4 separate regions of the Mus musculus genome follow, and all the other regions are linked to region 4. Evidence: chromatin contacts called from public promoter capture Hi-C data. All regions are on one chromosome and are shown on one strand. The core of a region is the stretch at or near the end of the contact, and the rest is flanking DNA. Distances in the headings are between cores, read along the strand shown.

The links. Promoter capture Hi-C pulls out the DNA fragments that hold promoters and counts their contacts.
Region 1: a promoter capture Hi-C map of pre-B cells shows a contact between it and region 4, with 4 times the contacts expected there. The contact joins the promoter of Ncbp3 here to the promoter of Derl2 in region 4. A contact is called at or near these places in 6 of 39 promoter capture datasets (the 3T3-L1 cell line, cranial neural crest, hippocampal neurons and 2 more), 1 of 484 Hi-C or Micro-C datasets (B cells), 1 of 115 datasets of contacts at active chromatin or transcription factors (astrocytes) and 1 of 9 other capture datasets (adipose tissue).
Region 2: a promoter capture Hi-C map of pre-B cells shows a contact between it and region 4, with 3 times the contacts expected there. The contact joins the promoter of Tax1bp3 here to the promoter of Derl2 in region 4. A contact is called at or near these places in 9 of 39 promoter capture datasets (the 3T3-L1 cell line, cranial neural crest, frontonasal cranial neural crest and 5 more), 1 of 484 Hi-C or Micro-C datasets (B cells), 1 of 115 datasets of contacts at active chromatin or transcription factors (astrocytes) and 1 of 9 other capture datasets (adipose tissue).
Region 3: a contact with region 4 is called in a promoter capture Hi-C map of hippocampal neurons, with 9 times the contacts expected there. The contact joins the promoter of Itgae here to the promoter of Derl2 in region 4. A contact is called at or near these places in 2 of 39 promoter capture datasets (cranial neural crest and hippocampal neurons) and 1 of 115 datasets of contacts at active chromatin or transcription factors (stem cell-derived neural progenitor cells).

The regions. Positions count from the first base shown.
Region 1 is chr11:73,046,223-73,049,351 of GRCm38.p6, reverse strand. It overlaps Ncbp3 (nuclear cap binding subunit 3), which reads right to left and starts at 1,485. Exons shown (of 13, transcript NM_025818.3): 1 at 1,270-1,485. The coding sequence starts at 1,452.
Region 2 is chr11:73,175,507-73,178,435 of GRCm38.p6, reverse strand. Tax1bp3 (Tax1 (human T cell leukemia virus type I) binding protein 3) reads right to left here and starts at 1,353. Exons shown (of 4, transcript NM_029564.2): 1 at 1,094-1,353. The coding sequence starts at 1,132. It overlaps Emc6 (ER membrane protein complex subunit 6), which reads left to right and starts at 1,394. Exons shown (of 2, transcript NM_025318.3): 1 at 1,394-1,497; 2 at 1,685-2,929. The coding sequence starts at 1,733. The coding sequence ends at 2,065.
Region 3 is chr11:73,089,242-73,092,028 of GRCm38.p6, reverse strand. Itgae (integrin alpha E, epithelial-associated) reads right to left here and starts at 1,446. Exons shown (of 31, transcript NM_008399.3): 1 at 1,375-1,446. The coding sequence starts at 1,411.
Region 4 is chr11:71,017,904-71,020,739 of GRCm38.p6, reverse strand. It overlaps Derl2 (Der1-like domain family, member 2), which reads left to right and starts at 1,437. Exons shown (of 7, transcript NM_033562.4): 1 at 1,437-1,596; 2 at 2,363-2,428. The coding sequence starts at 1,504. Mis12 (MIS12 kinetochore complex component) reads right to left here and starts at 1,129. Exons shown (of 3, transcript NM_025993.3): 1 at 551-1,129.

The sequences.
Region 1 (3,129 bases), core at 236-2,735, 2.0 Mb before region 4:
TTCTGTTCTCGTGCTTAAGACAATCCAACATTTCTCCAACAAAACAATCCTGTTTCCATCTCTAAGACTTCTGAGCTTGCTGTCCTCCCCGCTAGGAATTACTCCCTTCCAACTGACATGGTCGGCCCCTTTTTGTCATTTGGGGTTCAAGTTGAATCTAACTATCTCAAGGGACTTTCCTGTGCATCCCAACACACACCAACTGCTTCACATCCCTCCTGGCCACTGTGCTTTTTATCCTATTAACAGGGTGTGTGTGTGTGTGTGTGTGTGTGTGTGTGTGTGTGTGTGTGTTTGTTTTTGTAGCACTTAATACAAAAGGGAACTATTTACTTGTCTCCCCTACTAGGGCAACACCAAGAGGGAGTTCGCTCTTAAGCACCTAGGATTACACCAGCACACAGAGAGGTGTGTGATATAAACATGTTAAACTGACTGAATGGATAACACCTGACCTATACACTATCCACTATAACCTATAGATGTTGTCACCAAAGGTATTGTCATTTGTCATCACTACCTTAGCCTTCACTCATAACTTCAAATGTAAAACCAAGCTGCTATCATGTAATTAAAGGAGGGGGCGCAGGGAGTTCACGTTGTATGTGAAAACCGAGCTATCCAGGCCTCAGACCAGCTTTAAGAAGGGGCATGTGACTACCAAACCACAGGCAAAACACTCCTCAGACCCACTGTGGTTAAAGAAAGATCAAATGTCACTGTGTGTCAGAAGCTGGGACCACCGAGAGTAGACGCAGTGAAGGTGCGGGGACGTGAGGACCCTCATCCACAATACCAACACACGAGTGTCTGCTGTTTGACAGGTCTAGCCCTCCCAAGCGAAGAGAGCTGGTTTAAGTGACACCAACTCGGCCGGGGAAGGAGGACCCACCAGGAGACCTGGATGCCGGCGGCACCTAACACTTTCTTTGAGGGCTGATTCAGGTTCTGTTCCCGCCCGCGGCTCCTTTTTATCTCCAACCAAACACAGCTGATTCCGTTCGGGGCCACCGAGGGGCAGCGAGAGGGGTGTCCCCAACTCTCTCCGAGATCCCCCGCCTCTCCAGCGCTCTCTGCACCCATTTCCGGGCGCCCCGGCGTCCTTTCTCTCTGGCGCTCTCCGGGTCATGCGCGGCCCCCGCCTTTCGGCGCTCGCGCCCCTTTCCCGCGTTCCCGGACTTGCGCCAGTGCCGCCGTCCGCCACCTTCCCTGACTCTCCAGGGACACCCGCCCGGCGACCTCCTCAGCCCCCGCCCCTCTCGCCCGTACCGGGAGCAGTTCCTTTAGGGAGCGCCGCACCGGCACGATTTCCAGCTCGCCTTCTTCCACTTCCATGGGCTCCGGCTCGCCACGCTCCAAACCGGACTCCACCTCGGGCGACGGAAGCCCCAAAGCCGGCCCAGCGGGGGCCTCCGCCTTCACAGACACTCGCAGGCCGCGGACGGCCGCCATAGCTGCCAGCCGGCCGCACCACCGAAAGCCCGCCCCTCACTCCCGCCGCCTAGAGCGCCGTCGCCGATGACCACAGAGGAGCACCGCTATCACCTAGAGCGTCGTCTGTTTCTACCAGAAAGCTGTCCTTATCTCTGGCGCCCCCTTGGTGACCTAGGAACCTGGGGCCGGCTTGGGGCGGGACTTCGCGGGGTAGGGGGCGGGACGAAGCAGTGATGGAGGTGGAGCGTCGTCTGAGGTTCCAAAATACCTGCACTTTGAGGACTATACTTCTAAGAACTGCTGAGCGGTTACCGCGATCTATCATCTAGGCAATCTGAGCGTTTACAAAGTTATTTCCGTAGTAAGCTTTGGCTCTGTCAAGTCTTCCAGTAATTGAGCCATATTATGTGGTCAAAATTTTAAACTAGGGCCCAGTGTAGGGGTTACATGCCTATAATCCCAGCAGTCAGGAGTCAGAGGCAGGCACATCTCTAAGTTCCAGGCCATCCAGGGATCCAAGGTAAAACCCTGCCTACATTTAAACTGGAAAGGGATGGTACACGATTGTATTCCCAGCACTTGGGAGATAGAGGCAGGAGGACTAGGGGCTGAAGGTTATCCCCCAATTACACCAAGGGGCAATTGCTAGTTTGAGGCCAGCCTAAACTACAGAAGATCCTATCTTAAAAGGGGAAGAGGGGTGCTTCAAGATCACAGTGACCTACCCAAAGGGCAGAACCAGAGCTTAGACCCATTTTGTCACTTCTGGGAGCTCTACTCATCAGAGACTCACAAGCAAGATTTCCTGCAAATGTTCCTAGTAAGAGTCTGGCTGGGAAAGAGGAAAGGCTTGTTCAGACTTGAAGAAGGGACTTCTTGTCTGTCATGAGTCCTGATTTTGTGTCTCCTCCTGTGTCATATTTAGTTAGCCCTTTCTAGACCTATCTCCCAATCTGAACCAGGAATAGGTAAGACCATATATCTGAGCCCCTAAAAATCTTTTCAGAGAAAGGCAAATCATTCTAAAACAGAAAAAAAAATCACAAGACTCAGATACACTAGGTCACTTTGGGCATGGCACGGAACCTCAGTTCCTTCATCAGAACATAGAACAGTGACACACCTCCACAGAAGAATATAAGGACCGAATGAGCTAGTTATGTGCGGCTGTAAGATCCAAAAGAGGTGATACTGTACATCCAAGCTTTTCTTGAAATGGGTCTGTACCATGGGACAAACAAGATGGAATTCCTTAGAATGGTACCATCAATTGATTGCAATGCAAAGTACAAAATTGGGTTAAAACAATGGATTGTATTTTCTTTTCTCCTGTTCCCCTTCCTTTCTTTCCTTCCGTTTTTCTTTTGCTGTATTAACAATGCAACCCAGAGACTTGAGCATGCTAACAAAGCCCTTTACCAGTGAGCTTTACCCCAGCCCTCTTGTTTTGAGACAGAGTCTTGCTATGTAGCACTGGCTGGCCCACTACTTGCTTTGTAGCTGAGAATGATCTTAAACTCCTAATCCTCCTACCTCTGCCTCCTGCGTGATGGGCTTATAGGCATGTACCACCATGCCTGGCTCCCTAGTGTGTGTTTTATAGAACTGTTTGTGTTTGGGATAGCCAGCTGTGGGTGACAGTCATGAACCCCACCATTACACTATCTTTCTAGGCCTGTGGAGTAGGAGGTAGGA
Region 2 (2,929 bases), core at 104-2,603, 2.2 Mb before region 4:
GGGCAGCCAGTGAAGGATCCTAGAAAAATCAGGCTGGTACAAATTGAGTAAAAACTGGGATATCCTAGCCGGAAGCTCACCCTCCCAAGCCACCTTTATCAGTAGCTTTGTTGCCCCCACCCTCCAACACACCCATCTAACAAGGCCCATCCCTACAGTTCCAGGACTGTGGACACAAGTCACACCTGTGACTCCAACACTTGGAAGGCTAAGAAGGGAGTACTGCCAGAAGTTCAAGGCCAGTTTAAGCTTAAGAGTAAGGCCCTGTCTGGGGAGTGATTTGTGTCCTTCCTAAAAGCTTCCTTTTAGGAAACTGGGCACTGATGCTTCTCTCTTGGGATTCAGCTGCTCAGGGTTGGCCAGCGCCCCCATCAGACTGTAACATCTACCCCTCCATCCTGTTGCCTATTCAAATACACCTGATTGATACACAAGACAAACCGAGAAGGAGGCCCTGGAAAGGTCTAGAAGCTTAAGTGTCATGCACAGGACAAACACTAAGCATCAAGGGCTGAGTACCCTAAAAAGTTCAGAAGACCAAGCCTTAGCTCTCGAGGGGTCTGTCCCAAGAGCAGCGAGGCCGGATGAGAAGCGGGAAGGGGGATGCACAAACTCTGGCCAGCCCCACCCCCTAAATCTCCTACGGCTCGGCGGCGGCGGCGGCGGCGGCAGTGTGCCGGCTGGAGCAGAGGAAACGCTTCCTCATTCCAGAGGCTGCGACTCACAGGACATCGGCGCCCGCCCCCCACGGCCGCCCAGCTGGGGACAGGAGGCCCAGGGCAGGGGAGTTTTCTAACACTCCCGCGGACCAGCCTTTCTCCTACGTCCTCCCGGTCTGCGCCTAGTAAAAGGTATCCACCCGACGGCGGCAGTGCACAGGATCTGGCCTCTGCCCAGGGTCCCGGGAGGCTCTTAGGTCCCAGCCACCTCTCCAGGCCAGGGAAGGCTGCAGCACTGTTAAGCAGAAACGGCCACCGGAATATACGCAGGAGCCCCGGGTCCTATACTTTCTCAGCCTGTCTAGATGTCAGTTTGCCGCTCTGCGAAATGGGGGTGAGCCAAGAGGAGAAGGAGCCCGCGCAAGCGCACTCACCACTACGGCGGTGACAGGCTGGCCCGGGGTGTAGGACATTTCGACCGAAATCTGTCAAGGAGACAGCGCCCGGTGAGACCCCCAGCGAGAATGCCCGCGGCCGCGCCCTCCCTGGTTAACAAAGGGCAGCCCTGCTCAGCCCGCCCCCTCATGAATACTTAAGAAGTCTCTAGCCAATCAGCATCTGGAGCGCTGTTGGGCTTTCCGGAGTCCCGGGACTTGTGTGCTGAAGTGGGGCGGGAGGGGAGAGCGCCCGAGGCGCAAGCGTAGGAGGGTGGGGCGGAGTTTGTGCGCCTGCGCAAACCGAGCCCTCCCAGCAGCCTCCAGCGCAAGATGGCGGCGCGGGACTCTCCGCTTTTTCCTGTCTGAGGGAACACGAGGGACTGTGTGCCGCGGCGTCTCAGGTAACTCCGCGAGCCTGTCGGGCGTGTGCTGATGTGCTGCTGTCCCGGGCCGGCCCGAGCCTCAGTTTCGGCGTGCAGTGGAGGTCAGAGGCCCCCAGCACGGCGTCGGAGGTCCCAGGGGGAGGAGGCGCCGTGCGCTCAGCTCGCCAGGCTTCGGGCTCCACTTGTAACTCGGTTTTCTCCACAGCTCCGCGTGAGTCGGCGTGAAGGCAGAAGCGGAGCCCCGGCGGGTGCGATGGCCGCGGTGGTGGCCAAGCGGGAAGGGCCGCCGTTCATCAGCGAGGCAGCCGTGCGAGGCAACGCCGCGGTCCTGGATTACTGCCGGACCTCAGTGTCAGCGCTGTCCGGGGCCACCGCCGGCATCCTCGGCCTCACCGGCCTCTACGGCTTCATCTTCTACCTGCTTGCCTCCGTCCTGCTCTCCCTGCTCCTCATTCTCAAAGCGGGAAGGAGGTGGAACAAATATTTTAAGTCACGAAGACCTCTCTTTACGGGAGGCCTCATTGGAGGCCTCTTCACCTACGTCCTCTTTTGGACCTTCCTCTATGGCATGGTGCACGTCTACTGAAATGAGGGCAGGGGTGACTTTAAAACAGATCGGCAAGGCTCTTGCCAGAATTAACACCGGGTAGACTTACTTAGATTTTAAATTGTTGGAATTCGCTGCTTGTTCTGTACTGTTATAATTTATATCTGAAGACAGAGCCTGTAATATTATTCTTCAGATTAAATGAAGTGTGACACCTTGTCGTTCCTTGCTTAGCCAAGCTTTGAAGTCGCCAAGATTTGCTCCCTGGAGAGCAAGTACGAGGCCACAGCCTGTATATTTTTTTGGATTTAACGCCTAGTAAGTCCAAAGGGACCTCTAGAGTATACATGAGAGAATTTAACGTTAACATCTTAAGAACTGGTAACAGTTCGTGTTACTAAGCTTTCACTGTGTACCGGCATTGTGTGTTTTCATTCTCGCCATAGCAATGGAGATGTTACTGCTAACTTTCTGTTAATGAAAAACCTGAAGCACAGAGAAGTTAGTTGTCTCTGCCAGAAGTGGCTCGTCTGGAAGGGGGCAGGGCCGAGGTCCAGTTGCAAGTCTGTTTGCTTTTGCTGGATTGGGTAAGAGTCCTCTTCTAGCACCCCCTCCCACTAACCACTGCTTTCCCACGTGAGTGAAATCAGCTAAGTTCCAGTTACACCAGGTTTAGCCAGTCGCCTTTCCTATAACAAAAAATGCAAGCTATTTTTCTAAATCGTTGTCCTCTGGCGATTAGGTTATGTGGACATTTAATCAAATGAGTTTGTTTCAGTTGAAATGCCTCTGACTATATGTTCATTCATAATCCTTCCTTGAGAGGAGGGTTTTAGAATGAAATACATGTTTAACTGAAAAAATAAATACTTGTGTTAGACTTGTAGTAAACATGTTGCGCAT
Region 3 (2,787 bases), core at 197-2,696, 2.1 Mb before region 4:
TCAGCATCTTTTCTAGACAGCTTTGATGATGGGGCATCAGAGCTATGATTAAAAAAAGTGGGGAGTGAGACCCCATTTCCCCCTCTGTAGATAACAGAAATAAACACAAGTCTAGGAATCAAAATAACAAATAGTTCAACCAACTTTATCTTCCCATGGTGACTATCAAATGCTTAAAAAACAAAGCTTGTGTGTCTGTGCACATAAGTGTGTGTGCTCATGAGCATGGCATCATGCAGAGGACAGAAGACAAGCCAGCTCTCTCTTTTTACTATGTGGGTCTCCAGAACGGAATTCAGGTCATCAGGCTTGGCAGAAAGTGCCTTAACCTGCTGAGCCATCTCACTGGCTCCCCTAGGTCTTTTTAAAATATCAAAAATTTCCCGCCGGGTGTGGTGGCACACACCTTTAATCCCAGCACTCCGGAGGCAGAGGCAGATGAATTTCTGAGTTTGAAGCCAGCCTGGTCTACAAAGTGAGTTCCAGGACAGCCAGGACTACACAGAGAAACCCTGTCTCGAAAAACAACAACAAACAACAACAACAACAAAATTCCCTAAAACGTTGATGATCTGAGCAGGGTTTAGCTTGCCTTCCGGGTGCTCTGGCTCATAGCGGGTGCTCATCCTGCATTCTCCTCCTATGATGGCTCAGCTCCTTCATACCTTCAAAGAACTGGCTTCTATAGCTACAGCTCCCTGCCCTTATGTAACTATGTGTGATACTCACCTATTCTCTTGCCAGAGATGAACAAGAAAAGAGACCTAGATGGCTAGGTAAGTTCAGACTAGAGCCCTGTCTGAGCAGTCCCCGGGGGTTCAGCTGATTATGCTATCTTGTCTCTGGGATCTTAAGGTGGTCTCAGGGCAGTTTGTCCCAAAAGCAGTCCCCACTCAGGGTTAAAGACAGAATGGGATCCCCTGGCAGCAGAAATGCCTGCCCCTCCACCACAGCACAGAACAAGAAACAGCTTCCCCCACAACATTCACTCTGTAGAGTTTCACCCCCAGTCTCCTGCTAGTCTTCATGTTCTCTCAAGTCCTTCCAATCCCCAGCAGCTGAAACTGGTCTATTAAAGAAGAGCCCTCTTCTGGGTGGCACAGGGTATCACTGGGTCCCACACTCTGGGAACTAACTGGGCATAGAACTGAGGATGTGGCGGAGTGAGGGGAGGCTGAATAGAGAGGGAAAGGGGGTGGCAGAGCCCTAATGCCTGAGGCCAGCAACAATGAAGAGGTCCTCCCCAGTAAACCTGCAGTTCTGTCTGAGCAAAGGCTCTTCCCAAGGGAAGCCCATCACTTCTCTAACCACTAATCCTGAGCCCAGGCAGACAGAGATGATAGCATCTGAAGACAGGGGGTAAGACTGACTTACTGGCCATGCAGAGAAGGGTATGGAAGAGCCACTTCATAGCTGGAGCAGATGCAGCTGTGTGAGCTGAGTGGGGCGACACAGAAGGACCTCAGAAAGTACTCAGCTTCCCTTCCCCTGCAGGGGAGGCCAGGAGGTGGAGACAGAAGCATCTACAGATAAGGGACCACAGGCCCACAGGTACTTTTTTTGTTTTTGTTTTTCGAGACAGGGTTTCTCTATATAGCCCTGGCTGTCCTGGAACTCACTCTGTAGACCAGGCTGGCCTCGAACTAAAAATCCACCTGCCTCTGCCTCCAGAGTGCTGGGAATAAAGGTGTGCACCACCACTGCCCGGCTCCTGAGGTACTTTTAAGTAGACATAGCCACCATAGCTTGTACAAGGCCAGCACGTGACTTCACCCATAGCTGTGGGCTGGGTCCTAGGAACGTAAGACAATTGCCAGCCCAGTTCCATCACTCACTAGACTCACCATCTCATGCACGAGTGAGCTAAGATTTGGCTGGTGGTCGTTCTGAGTGTCTTTGGCAGACAGAGGGGGTGCAGGAGCAAGTCGTCCACGTAGGTGAATTCCAGCCTGTCCTATCCAAAATGTTCCCCAGTCAGACTCATGGGGTCAGTCCCCAGCCATATTGGGTCCCCTCAAATAGAAAGTGGCCTCACAGGTAGGAACTGGGCTCTTATGTCTGCTCCTGTACTAAACACATAGGGCTGTGGAGGACCAGGTGAGCATGGAGACCCTATGTATTAGTTAAAGTCATTGCTTCAATCCAGTTGTGGTTCAAATGTCTTCAAAGTCTGAAGCGGGTAACAGCTTCACAGCTCTGGGCTTCCAGCCTAACAGAAGAGGTAGACCTCATGGCCTTTATAGCCAGCTCTGACCCTGCCCAGGCGGTGGAGAGTCTACTACCAACAGGGGCAGTCATATCTAAAGACTAATTTCCTCAATGATCAAGTTTGCCCACACAGCAGTGAGGGAAGGAAGCCATTCTGCACAGCCCAGCAGAGCTCTGGACAGGTAAGCCTCGGACGATCCCAGCTTTCAGGAGTGTAGGGTGGGAAGACTGAGTTCAAGGCCAGCCTGGGCCATGTGGTAAGACCTCTCTGCAAAGATGGGCTGCTTTGAACCCAACTGTCCAACTGGAGCTATCAGCCACAAATAACTGACACGTTAAAATGACGTTAGTGTATGGACAGAACTGAACTCTAGAGCATATGCAATCTTAATCTTAATTCAGAAAAGCTGGGCATCAAACCTCTCATTCTTCCATAGATGTAAGCGAACATTCTGGAGTATTATAGTATTAGCAAAAGCAGACAACCACATGGCCTTAATGACTACATGAAAATCAATTTTATTTTGTTTTTCACATGGAAAACGTATCTAGCCACAGTTCTGTGTCGATTCAGTGACA
Region 4 (2,836 bases), core at 188-2,687:
ATGTTGTTTCTATTGAGATGACTTTCCTAAAGACTGTATTTTCATTATCTGAATAGATTGGTCATCTGTTACAAATTACCCAATCAACTGACCACTTGCACCCTATAATTCTCTTAAGTTTGCACTCTAACTTTGCCTCCAAGTTTTCACCATTCCTGGATTGATGCGCCATGATTACATAACCAAATACCTACATCCAAACTTCCAGTTTTGAGAAAAGTTCCAATGTTGCCTTTTCTCTGTTGGACACTGCCAATGCTATAATGAGGCAGTAGCTATAAAGATGCAGTTTTACCAACAAGTTGCTAAGACCACTCCCCAGTGTTTGCTCCCATTCTACGTTGTCCACACTGGCCTAGAACTTCAGGATGGAACAAATCCTCTGGCTTCAGCCTTCAGAGTGGCTAGGAGCCACAGGTCGGTTCAACTACTTTCAGCTTTCTAGTCTTCCTTCTAAATGCCATTCTCTCCAACTTTTTACTTGGTTCCTACCAGTCTTGACGGTCGCATTTTTTTGTCCCACAATTTTTAAAGCTTCTTTATAACTTACTGAACACGTCTGCCACGGTCAGGATAGTCTTTGCTCCAGCCCAATCTAATTCTATTTTCTTTCCTTCAAGTAAGCATGCAGTAGGCGCAGATTCCAGAGCCAGTTCGAATACACATCCCTGAAGAACCGCCTCCGCTTTCCCTTCATCTACCGTCTCTTCTCTGCTAGATTAGAGTTCCTGCGGCTGAAGATAAACATGAGAGGTCCTCACACCGTCTCGACGAATGTAATGGACTTCAGAGCCTACGACCGCCACAGACAAGGCCCAGAAACCGCAGAACGGGAAGCGCTTCCTTCAGCTCCAGCTCCCGTACTACCCCGCGGCCGCGATGCATGCCGGGAACTCTAGGTCTCCGTACCCAGGCCGGCCAGACCGGAGGGATTCCCTACAGAACGCTCCGCCGCCCCGACGCCACTCCTCGGTCCCGCCCTTTCCGCTCCTCCTCGGAGAGCACACAGCCCCTACCGAAGCGATCCCGGGAGTGATGGATTCCGCCCCACACCGGCTTCCCGCCACTTCCTTCAAGCTACACTCAGCGGCTGGAAGAAGGCGGTAACACCGGCTCCTCCGAATCGACTGAGACCTGCCTCTGCGAACGAACGCCAAGGCGGGCTGGATCGCACTCCTGATTGGCTAGCCGTGGGTCAAAAGGAGCCACTGCGATTGGTAAAAGGAAGGCGACAAGGAGGGAAAGCTAGCTGTGGCCGGCAGGGATTGGCGGACGGAACTGGTCCTTCTCTCTGCGTTGGTAGGCGGAGAAGTAAGGATGGACCGACGCAGAGGCGCAACTCTTGATTGGTGGGTGAGCGGCCCCAAGGCGCCAGCGATTGGTGGCTGTCCGAGTACGCAGCGCTGATTGGACAGGAGTGGGTAGGCTGAAGGCCAGCTTTGAGTCCGCCCCGCCGCCTGGCATACTGGCGGAAGGGGAAGGGGGGCAGGCGCGGTGGGAAAGATGGCGTACCAGAGCCTCCGGCTGGAGTACCTGCAGATCCCGCCGGTCAGCCGCGCCTATACTACCGCCTGCGTCCTCACCACCGCGGCCGTGGTGAGCAGCTGTGGCGCCACATCCTCTTTTTCCAGGCTAGCTATGACTGCGTCTTCAGAAAACGGGTTTGGGCCGCGGAGAAGCCCAGTGGGTCTGGTCCCAGGGGTGGGTGGAGACATCCGGAGCTGACTCTAGGGTTTGGGATATTCCCAAGGGTGCCAAGCCAGTGACCTGAGAAGGGTGTGCCCCTTCGTGAAGGGCCAGGTCAGTTTCAGACAAATGAAATCCAGACCTGTAGTGAATCAGAAGTGCGGGAGCCGCCCACCCAAAAATGTGTCTGAGAGGTCCAGGTGACTAGTGGGAGTGAGGTCCGCTAGGTTCACAGACTATTATATTGAGTATAGAAATCTCGAGCTATCTGGAAACATCTTTCAAAAGACGGCCTATGGATATAAGTGTCTGGCCGCTTGTACCTATCCCTAATGGTAGCAGGGTCTTAGTTAAACCCCTTATTCCGAGTTGTCTCACCTAGCTGAGGTGGTGACCACGTGACGCACAGATTTGTAAAAGATGCTGTTGGCTTGTCTCTAAAATATGCTCACCCGCCTGCCTTATAGCATCCTCAAATATTGCAACATCAAACTGACATTGTGTGTTTATACAAAACGGTTGTGCAAATTCTAAAGAATCTCTTACCAGCTGTCACAAGCAAGACAGAAATGTATTCCAAGGGACAGAAATGATTAGATCTACTCATCCTTCGTGGTTCATGATGAAATTTTGTTTTGCGGTTGATCGGCTTCAAGAAGCTCTTTTTCCATTTCAGCAGTTGGAATTGATCACACCTTTTCAGTTATACTTCAATCCTGAATTAATTTTTAAACATTTTCAAGTAAGTGGTCTATATAGCAACTGTGATTAATGTTTTCATTATCTTTTTTTTTTTCGTATCGTTTAGTAAGTAGTAAATCCTGTGAAATAGAGTCTCAAAAAAAATAACCCAGTAGGGGAATCTCTGATTACAGGTCTTTTTGAGATGTAAAGAGGGCATTCCACAGCCTGGTTGGACTCTAGAATGGTTTGAGAGCTGCTAAGTATTTGGGAACTCCTTATATACCAAACTAGAGTTGCCAGGGGGGAGCCAGGTGCAGACAGAGCAAGCAGGAGGATGGCAGGTGCTGGATAAGCTTGAGCTAGAGAGAGAGAGAGACTGTCTTAAGAACATAATTTTTAGTGTGTCTTTGATGTGTTGAGATTTTATATTTGACTACAACTAGTTAAGAACTAATGTGGCCATAGT